Regions from separate parts of the Mus musculus genome. Here region 2 is linked to region 1. A link is a contact called in public HiChIP or PLAC-seq data. All regions are on one chromosome and are shown on one strand. Each heading gives the region's core, a stretch centred on a gene start, on an enhancer-like site or on the middle of the called end of the contact. The rest is flanking DNA. Distances are from core to core; before and after follow the strand shown.

Region 1 (3,685 bases), core at 41-2,540:
AAAAAGTCTTCTGATATTTTAACCTGCTGTTTTAGAATGACTTTAGCTGAAAAACAAAATGATGAATTGTAGTCTACTTTTTAATTTCCATTCTACAAGGAATGTCTACTAAATTATGATGACCCTTTCATCAGCACAGAAGATTCAAATCTGTAAACTAAAATTTCAGCCGGGCAGTGGTGGCTGCCAGCACTTGGGAGGCAGAGGCAGGTGGATTTCTGAGTTTAAGGCCAGCCTAGTCTACAAAGTGAGTTCCAGGACAGCCAGGGCTATACAGAGAAACCCTGTCTCGAAAAACCAAAAGCCACCCAACCAAACAAACAAAAAACCCTAAAATGTCTATATCTACTATTTAGCAAAAATACAGCATCTTTGCTCCTACTCTAATAGGATGACGGTAAACCCAGTGCAGTACATTTATGATGGGTAGTTTCTGTTGTTTTGGTAATTCTGGAGAAGTAGCCATCCTATTAGTTTCCCACAGAGGCTATCCCTAAGACCCACACTCTTACTTCATCTTGATAAAGACACTGTTGAAGATGACTTGCTCTGTTTTTGAAGACCAAGTCTTCCTACAGAGCCCAGGTAGAACTCAATCTGTCACTGCTCCCGAGTGCTGACTTACACCTGGGACACAGTCCCTTTAACTGCCACTTACTTTTCCATTTAATGAGGAATGAAAAGAAAACACCTGCATGTTATGAAATACTATGAGAGTGAATAGTGCCTGTTATACATAAATTTGCATTCCAACACCTAGATCATCATCTAGAACGAAGTTGTAATTTTCTCTTAAACCTGAAGTTTTAGGCATTTCTAATTTTAAATCCTTAAGGAATATGATTTTCAAGTCAGTGTAAAATAATTCAAAACAGTCCACAATGTTCAGTTTTTGCTAAATGAGCTAAAACTACATCAATTTTTTATGCAGACAATATTAGAACCAGTAATGTATATTGTTCCATTGATTCTTGTTACAAGAAATAGCACAAAAATGCACATAGTACTCTGTATCTATTGTGTTAGGAAAATGGCCTCAATCCACTTTTCCCAAACAGTGTTTGAATACTGTGGACTCCTCAACAGAAATGTGAGGTGGTTTAGAGTAAAAGGTTGCACTATCAGGGTCCCATGTGAGCCAGAGTGGCTAGGGCTGGTTTTGCCGACAGGTGTGGGTTTCTAATGTGCAACAGAGCCAAACTCTGGATTCCCTGGGGAGGTGGGCACGGACCAGAGCAAAAACTACCTAGAGTCACACTAGTGAAGCCACTGGCTTCTTGTCCTTCCACTTCCTTTTTCTCTGCCTAAGTGTGAGCCCAGCAACTGTTGCATAAGACACTGCTTTATGGGGAGGGACAAAAGACAAGGGTTAAAATGGAAGAAAAACAGAAAAAACTTAAATGCCAATTTAAAAGAGAGCTTTTTGCTAAACCTAAATGTGAAAAGGGTATTGGTTGATTTTCTTCCAACAATTTCCAAAAGAAGATACAAAGCTGCACCACACACCCACCAGCCCCCATGAGCCTGACTCAGGCCTCCAAAGGAAAATAGCCAATTAATGCAACCAGTGACCCTATGGGGAATTAGAATGCTGTACCTAAAGCCAGTGAAATGTTCAGTGGGTAAGGGAACTTGCTGCCAAGCTTAATGACTACATAGTGGGAGCAGAGACCCAACTTCTGACAGTTGTGCTGGCCTCCAACATGTGTGCTGTGACTTATGCCTGCCCACAAAAAAATTAATGAAAACACTTTTTAAAAAACAAATTTCCGGCTGAAGGTGTCCACCTGATGACCAAACACTCGGTGGAGTCCAAAGACTTCTGTTTAGTTCTGAGCACCTAAGTACAGGGAACTGTTTGTATTCCTACTACCCATGGGTAAATACTTAAAATCTGAGAATTTCAGGGAGACTCAAAGAGTTCCAATAATCATCCCAAGATTTTTTTTTTTTGGCCTCTGGAGAGTAGATCATATTTGTAGTATTTTACAATAAAATCTATAAGTCAGATATTCCTATGTTTTTGGTCTAAGCACATATATCAAATATTGTGCAATACCTACTCTCCCACAATACAGATTCTATTAAAGTATAAGGGAAGACAGGCAAGAGAAACAATACAGAATTATCTTATTCATCTTTAAGCTAGAGACTGCTCACCTGTTCCTTCAAAACCTTTATTCCCTTGTCCTGTGACTCTCAACACAGGACAAATGAAGTCTTTCATTGTCAGAGTGAAACAGTAAGGGGAGTGAGGAAAAACAGGTCAGAATTGATGTTCTGATTTTTCCTCCAGGAAGGACGAAGTAAAGGAATGAGCTAAATTTCATGATTTGTTCGGGGACTGAGGCAGTAGTGAAGGGGTAGCTCTGTTGCTACCTGTGAAAGGTGCAAGCCTCTATTTTCTTATCTGAGGAATACAGGAGTCCAGGTGATCTCTAAGATCCTTAGCATTATGGGATTTTTATATGAACTGGGTGTTTGACAGGAGGGCTCTGTATTTCTTATTCTAGATACTAACAGCCACATGAGAGGTATCTAAGAAGCCATGGTTTCTGAACTTTGGTGTTTTGTTTACTTTTTATCCTGAAGGTTGCAAGGATCAGAGAAACTGAAGAGTAAATGCAAGCTTATGTCAGTGCAAAGGCCTGGTCCACATCTCAACTCTGAGTCCACCTAGTAACGGCTACCCACAAACCACCAAAGGAAAAGGAGGATTGGGTTGTCAGTCAGGTGCTATACATGCTGGCATCCTGCTGGTATGTAAGCCACACACAACACCAGGCAAGTGATTATATAAATATGCAGCAAAGAAAGCAAAAGATAAAGGCTAGAGGAAAGATGTTTCTTATTCAATAAAACAGACTACAGCCTGACTCTTGATCGAGGTAACAGCTTAATGGGCAGCAGCAGTTAAATAACAAATCAGAGGGTATGTGGATGTTACAAACAGCCTGGGGCCAGTTTCCTTCCAAACACTCAGAAAAGAGATGGGATGAAACGTAAGATAGAAGTGGTTGGTTCAGACATGGGTAGCCTTGACATACTGAGTACTATGAATATTCTAGAGGCAAGAGAGCAAAGAAACTTCAAGATTTCAGACAGCATCTCTAAGAGGCAAAAACACCTACACACCTAGGTCTTGGGATACAGAGAAAAAAGTATTTGAGCTAACCCCTCAACCCCCTTGAGCCAGGGTCTCATACAGCCCAGCCTGGCCTCAGATTCACTGCACAGCCAGGAACGAGCTCCTGCCTTAACTCTCAGCATAGGGACTGTGGGTCTCCATGCTGGTTCTAAATTAAATTTATATATGAAAGGAAAAACATTTCAAGAATAACAGCTAGGCTAGTAACAAACAGTGCTGGAACTGGGTCAAAAGAACTGGAAAAGAGTCAAGCGTTTAACCTGTGCCTGCTTTTTATGTGTAAAATACCAGTGACACAGTGACTTGACTGCTTACTCTGGGTAACATGAGACTAAAAAGAGAGAGCATAACAAAGTTTCAATCTCATTATAAATCATGTCCTAGCTGTGGGAGGAGCTCAGTGGGCAGAGTGCTTACTTAGCATGCAGGAAGCCCAGGTTTTCATCTCCAGCAGATCAGAACTGGAGACATGAAGATCAGAAGTTCAACTCATGCTGGAGAGAGGCCCATTGAATAACACACTGTTCTGGCAGAGGA
Region 2 (4,201 bases), core at 1,005-3,504, 110 kb before region 1:
GAGTTTTTGAACTTTTCTTTTAGGTTTCACTCTATTGGCCAGGCTGGCCTCAAACTTGTAACAATCCCTACCTCAGCCTCCCCAGTGCAGACTTCCCCTTAGGAAATCGGCCTCTCCCTTGATTTTGGCAGCTCAGGAGCTCCGATCACAGCCGCAATCACCCAAGAGTGAACGGTGAGCGCCGTCACCGCTGACTGCAGGGAGCAAAGCTGGGGCACGAATCTTTGCGTGGGCTTATGCTTTTGAATTATTCACGTGGTGCAGTCAGCATCCCTGCCACTGCTGAGTAGCTTCTTGGGAAATCTCAGGCAGAGTGGCGCCTGCTCCAGATCAGTCCCTCCCTTTGCCCTCTTCCCTACCTGGCAACAAACCCTACTGTCTAACTCACCTTTCAGCATCTTCACTGCCACTTTCACGAAGGAGCCATCTTCCTGCTTTAGCTGGGCTTCCCGCACTGATCCAAACTCTCCTAAGCAAGAAATCAATGGACAGCGTGAGACACCTCAGGCTCCCCACACCCTTCCCTCTCAGGTGACTCTTCATATGGTCATAAAATCATCAATTAAGGCTCTTAGAAGAGTCTGTGTGGGGAAATGGCTCCTTGCCTCTACTCATGATCCCTTGTAAAACCCCTAAATCAGGCATCCATAGGTATATCTTGTTTATAGGAGCTGACCCAAATTCATACCCTGGAAGCAACTGGAACAAGCCATGCAGAGAGGGCAAACTCATGCTAGTCCCCCACAGCCCCCGCACCTTTGCCCAACATCCGACCGAGGGTGAACTGCTGCTCTGGAATGAGGACATCCTCCAGCTTTTCCTTCAATTCATCGCTGATGCCCAGGCTATCCACTGCAGGGAGGAGGTGAAAGGGAAGCGAGGCTGCAGTCAAATCCACACTCCAGCCTACAGCTCCACCCGGCTTTCTGCCCTCAGCAGAGCCTGGATCTCCCACACTGTGGTGATAAGCTCTCCCAAGCAAGTTAGGGTGTCCCTTTTCACTATGCTGGGACTTAGAAAGGTTCAGGCTCTTTAGCTGGATAAAGGAGTTGGTAAGAGGTAGGAACACAAGATAGTCTGTCTCTTCCCTTCTGTGATGCTCCAGCACTCACATGTGGCCTCAATGCGTTCAGGCCTTTCTCGATTGAAAGATCGGGCTGCCCGGAAGTGTACAGCTGGCTCCCCTCGGGCCATGACACTGTCAAAGGCTTGCCTAAAGAGAAACCCAGACATCAGGTAAATCACAAGGCCCCCTGTTACCACCTTCTTCACTGGCCGCTGTCCCACTTCCTTACCCGAAACGCGTCTCCTTGCGTCTCTTCCGAAGCAGGATGAGGGCCAAGGCAGCAGCTGTGATCAGGGCGGTGAGCACGCCCAGGACCACAGGCACCCAGGATGTGCGGCTGTGGGGAGGGCCCTGCCTCCCTGGGAAAGGGAAAGGCGTTGTCATGAGCCAGGCTGACACCAAAATGTCCTTTTAGAACTGTCCTAGGGTGGCCACCTCACCTAGTCTAGCCAAAAGATTTCCTATGCTAAGCAGGGTGTCAAATCAAAAAGACCTCAAAGATCCAAATGCTTGTACCTGAGCAGTGACAGACTCTCACTGCTGTCACCTGCAGTGTGACCAAAGCAAAGGGAGGAAAACCAAGACAGAAACACCAGTCATGTGTGTGTGTGTGTGTGTGTGTGTGTGTGTGTGTGTGTGTGTGTGACCAGCCTCCTCCTATCAGTCGGTGTAATCCCTGAGAGCCTTGCACCCTACGCCTGCCCTGCATGCCTTACCTGCATGGTCATGAGAAGACACCACCAGTGGCTGACTCCAGGGCCCATCACCAATTGCATTGGAGGCACACACACGCAAAATCAGGTCCTTCTGGGGATCCCAGTCGGTCAGATTGGCCCTGGTCCCTTCCACCATCAGCTCATCCTGTAACCAGGAAAAGCCCCACCCTTACACACAGCCTGGGGAAGCCTCCAGCTGGGTTGGGAGGCCAGAAGAAAGTTCAACTAAGGAATTAGGGAACCTTAGGGGTGCAGTGAGTGTTAGGGGCTACAGAACACAATCCCCTGGGAGTCACCACATTCCCGCCCTGGACTGCAGGGGAGAGGCCTCTCTGAAACATAAACAATCCTCACCGCTACAAGAGGGTGACAGGAAGGAGAGCAGGGACTGGGGACAAAGCCTTATCTGTGTCCCCTGCTGCCCCCATCCTTGCAGGGGCAGGGCTAGGCTTCCCGATTTGCATACAAAGCGGCCACAGGGCTATCCCAGAGGAGAGACAAACCAATGAGACAGGGAGTGTGCCTAGCCAGGAGGTGGAGGGTATTCCCTGGGGCTGCCTGTGGGAGCCCCAGACTTTCCAGAAGCATTCTAAAGCTCTTCTAAGTCTCAGAAGTACAGGGTAGACTCTCCAGCACAGTAGGGGGAGCAAAAGGAACTGTCTCTCTTACCTGGGTTCCATTTTCTTGGACCCAGGACAGCTTATAAGGTCCTAGGGGGCCTTCCCCAGGGTCCTCAGGAATCACTTCTTCCCATTCCAGGATAAGGCCTGAGTCGGTACGAATGGCATGGAAATTCTGAGGAGCTCTGGCTGGCGCTGTACCCAAAGAAAGAAAGCTCTTAGGAGTCCCTGCCTTCCCTACCATCATTATCCCACACAAACCAAGAGCTGAAGAGCTCAGAAAGCAGAGGGTGAGGAAAGGGCTGGCCTCCCAGCTGCAACTGCTAACACCCCCTGTGTTGGGGAGGGAAGCCTGGGCAGGACAGAAACAGCCCAGCCCCCACATCACTATAGCTGTGACTCTTCATCACCCTGGTACTGCTTTGCCCTCCCCCCACCCAGCCTCATTTAACAAGCAGAGAACGACAATCAATTCCTGGGCAGTGTTCTTTTGACTTGCTGTGTCCTTACCTTGCTGCACTTTCCCACAAAATATTTATATGTCTTCTTATCCTGCAGGCCTACTCATGCCTCTGTCACCCAGGCCTTTCCAACCCAGAGCCCACTTATTCACAATGTCAGAAGGCTGGCCACCCTAGCAGGATCTTTCCCTTTTCAGGGGTACTGGAGATTGAACCTCTAGCCAAGGAATCAACCAATGAGCTGTATTCTAGCCCACTTTAGGGCATTTTGCTTGGGCACCCTGAAGTATTCTTATACTCTCCTGTCTTTCCCAGTTTGCTTATCTATCTGGTCCTTCTATAAGAACTAGATACAACATGGTATGCAGTAACATGTAGTAGGTGCTCAATAAGCGCTCACTGAATGAGTGATGCCTTCCCTCTCCAGCCCTGCCCCTCCTGCTGAGTTTCTTACCTAGGCCCTTTGTCTGAAAGGGCACCCAGTCGCCGTAGGGAGAAGGGCCCAAGGCATTGGCACAGCGCACCCTAAGGCTGTAGTTGGTGGCAGGGGCCAAGTTCCGAAGCAGGCAGGTAAAAGGTGGCACAGGAACCACAACAGCAAGGGCCTCCCATTCTCCTGGGGCGTGTGCCACCTTCAGAAAACAAAACAGAAGCAAAAGACAAAAACCAGAAAAGGACAAACCCAGTGAGCTCAGATAAGGAGTCAGGTCTCTGAGATGAGATGGAAGGCAGGATAGGTATAGCATGGGAGATTGAACAAATACTTCCTCTAAGTCTGTCAGCAAGCTCACCCCTGTATTTTGCAGATACTATTCCTTTCTTGGAATAACCTAAAGGAGTCCTACTTACTGAGACTGAGCGCAAGCTCAGTGGTAGACACGGGTTCATGGGCAAGGCGATACCCAGCAAGGAGCAGGGGGTCAAGACAGGTGGGTGTCCCTTTTCTTGTTTTTGAGATGGGATCTCACTGTGTAGCTTTGGCTGTCCTGGAACTCAGTCTGTAGACCAGGCTGGCCTCGTACTCAAATATCTGCCTCCTGAGTGCTGGGATTAAAAGCATGCACCACTACGCCAGGATAGTGGATAGCGTCACTTTCTTGATGGCTCAGCAACTCCAGAAAACTCTGCTTGCCTATTTGTACTTAGTGTTTGATTGTTCCAGAGTGTTTGCCATCTCTGTTTACTCTCTGCCCCAAAGCTCAGAGCTTCTCACAGTGAGAAGAATGGGGGGCAGAGAGCACTATGAGCCAGCTTCTCGGGTTACATTTTAGGGGCCCAGAACAAGAATACAGAGGAAGGCTTATGTGTGTGCCTGGAAAGGCAAGTTCAGCAGCAGTG

What was found. HiChIP or PLAC-seq counts read pairs in DNA pulled down with a chosen protein or histone mark.
Region 2: a contact with region 1 is called in an H3K27ac HiChIP or PLAC-seq map of large pre-B cells, with 2.2 times the contacts expected there. The contact joins two enhancer-like sites. A contact is called at or near these places in 4 of 39 promoter capture datasets (3T3-L1-derived adipocytes, the C10 cell line, hippocampal neurons and 1 more), 1 of 15 datasets of contacts at CTCF or cohesin (CD8 T cells), 1 of 484 Hi-C or Micro-C datasets (bone marrow-derived macrophages), 3 of 115 datasets of contacts at active chromatin or transcription factors (embryonic stem cells and large pre-B cells) and 3 of 9 other capture datasets (adipose tissue, liver and pancreatic islet).

The regions. Positions count from the first base shown.
Region 1 is chr2:119,696,241-119,699,925 of GRCm38.p6, reverse strand. The region is part of intron 2 of Rtf1 (RTF1, Paf1/RNA polymerase II complex component); the gene reads right to left. Among named protein-coding and RNA genes, the nearest start is that of Rtf1, 23 kb to the right of the region's middle. Within about 2 kb of position 1,290, at least 35 of the 459 cell types and tissues checked have an H3K27ac peak or open chromatin away from gene starts, as enhancers often do.
Region 2 is chr2:119,807,129-119,811,329 of GRCm38.p6, reverse strand. It overlaps Tyro3 (TYRO3 protein tyrosine kinase 3), which reads right to left. Exons shown (of 19, transcript NM_019392.2): 7 at 3,318-3,495; 8 at 2,452-2,597; 9 at 1,783-1,927; 10 at 1,296-1,425; 11 at 1,113-1,213; 12 at 757-852; 13 at 389-469. Among named protein-coding and RNA genes, the nearest start is that of Tyro3, 9.7 kb to the right of the region's middle. Within about 2 kb of position 2,254, at least 39 of the 459 cell types and tissues checked have an H3K27ac peak or open chromatin away from gene starts, as enhancers often do.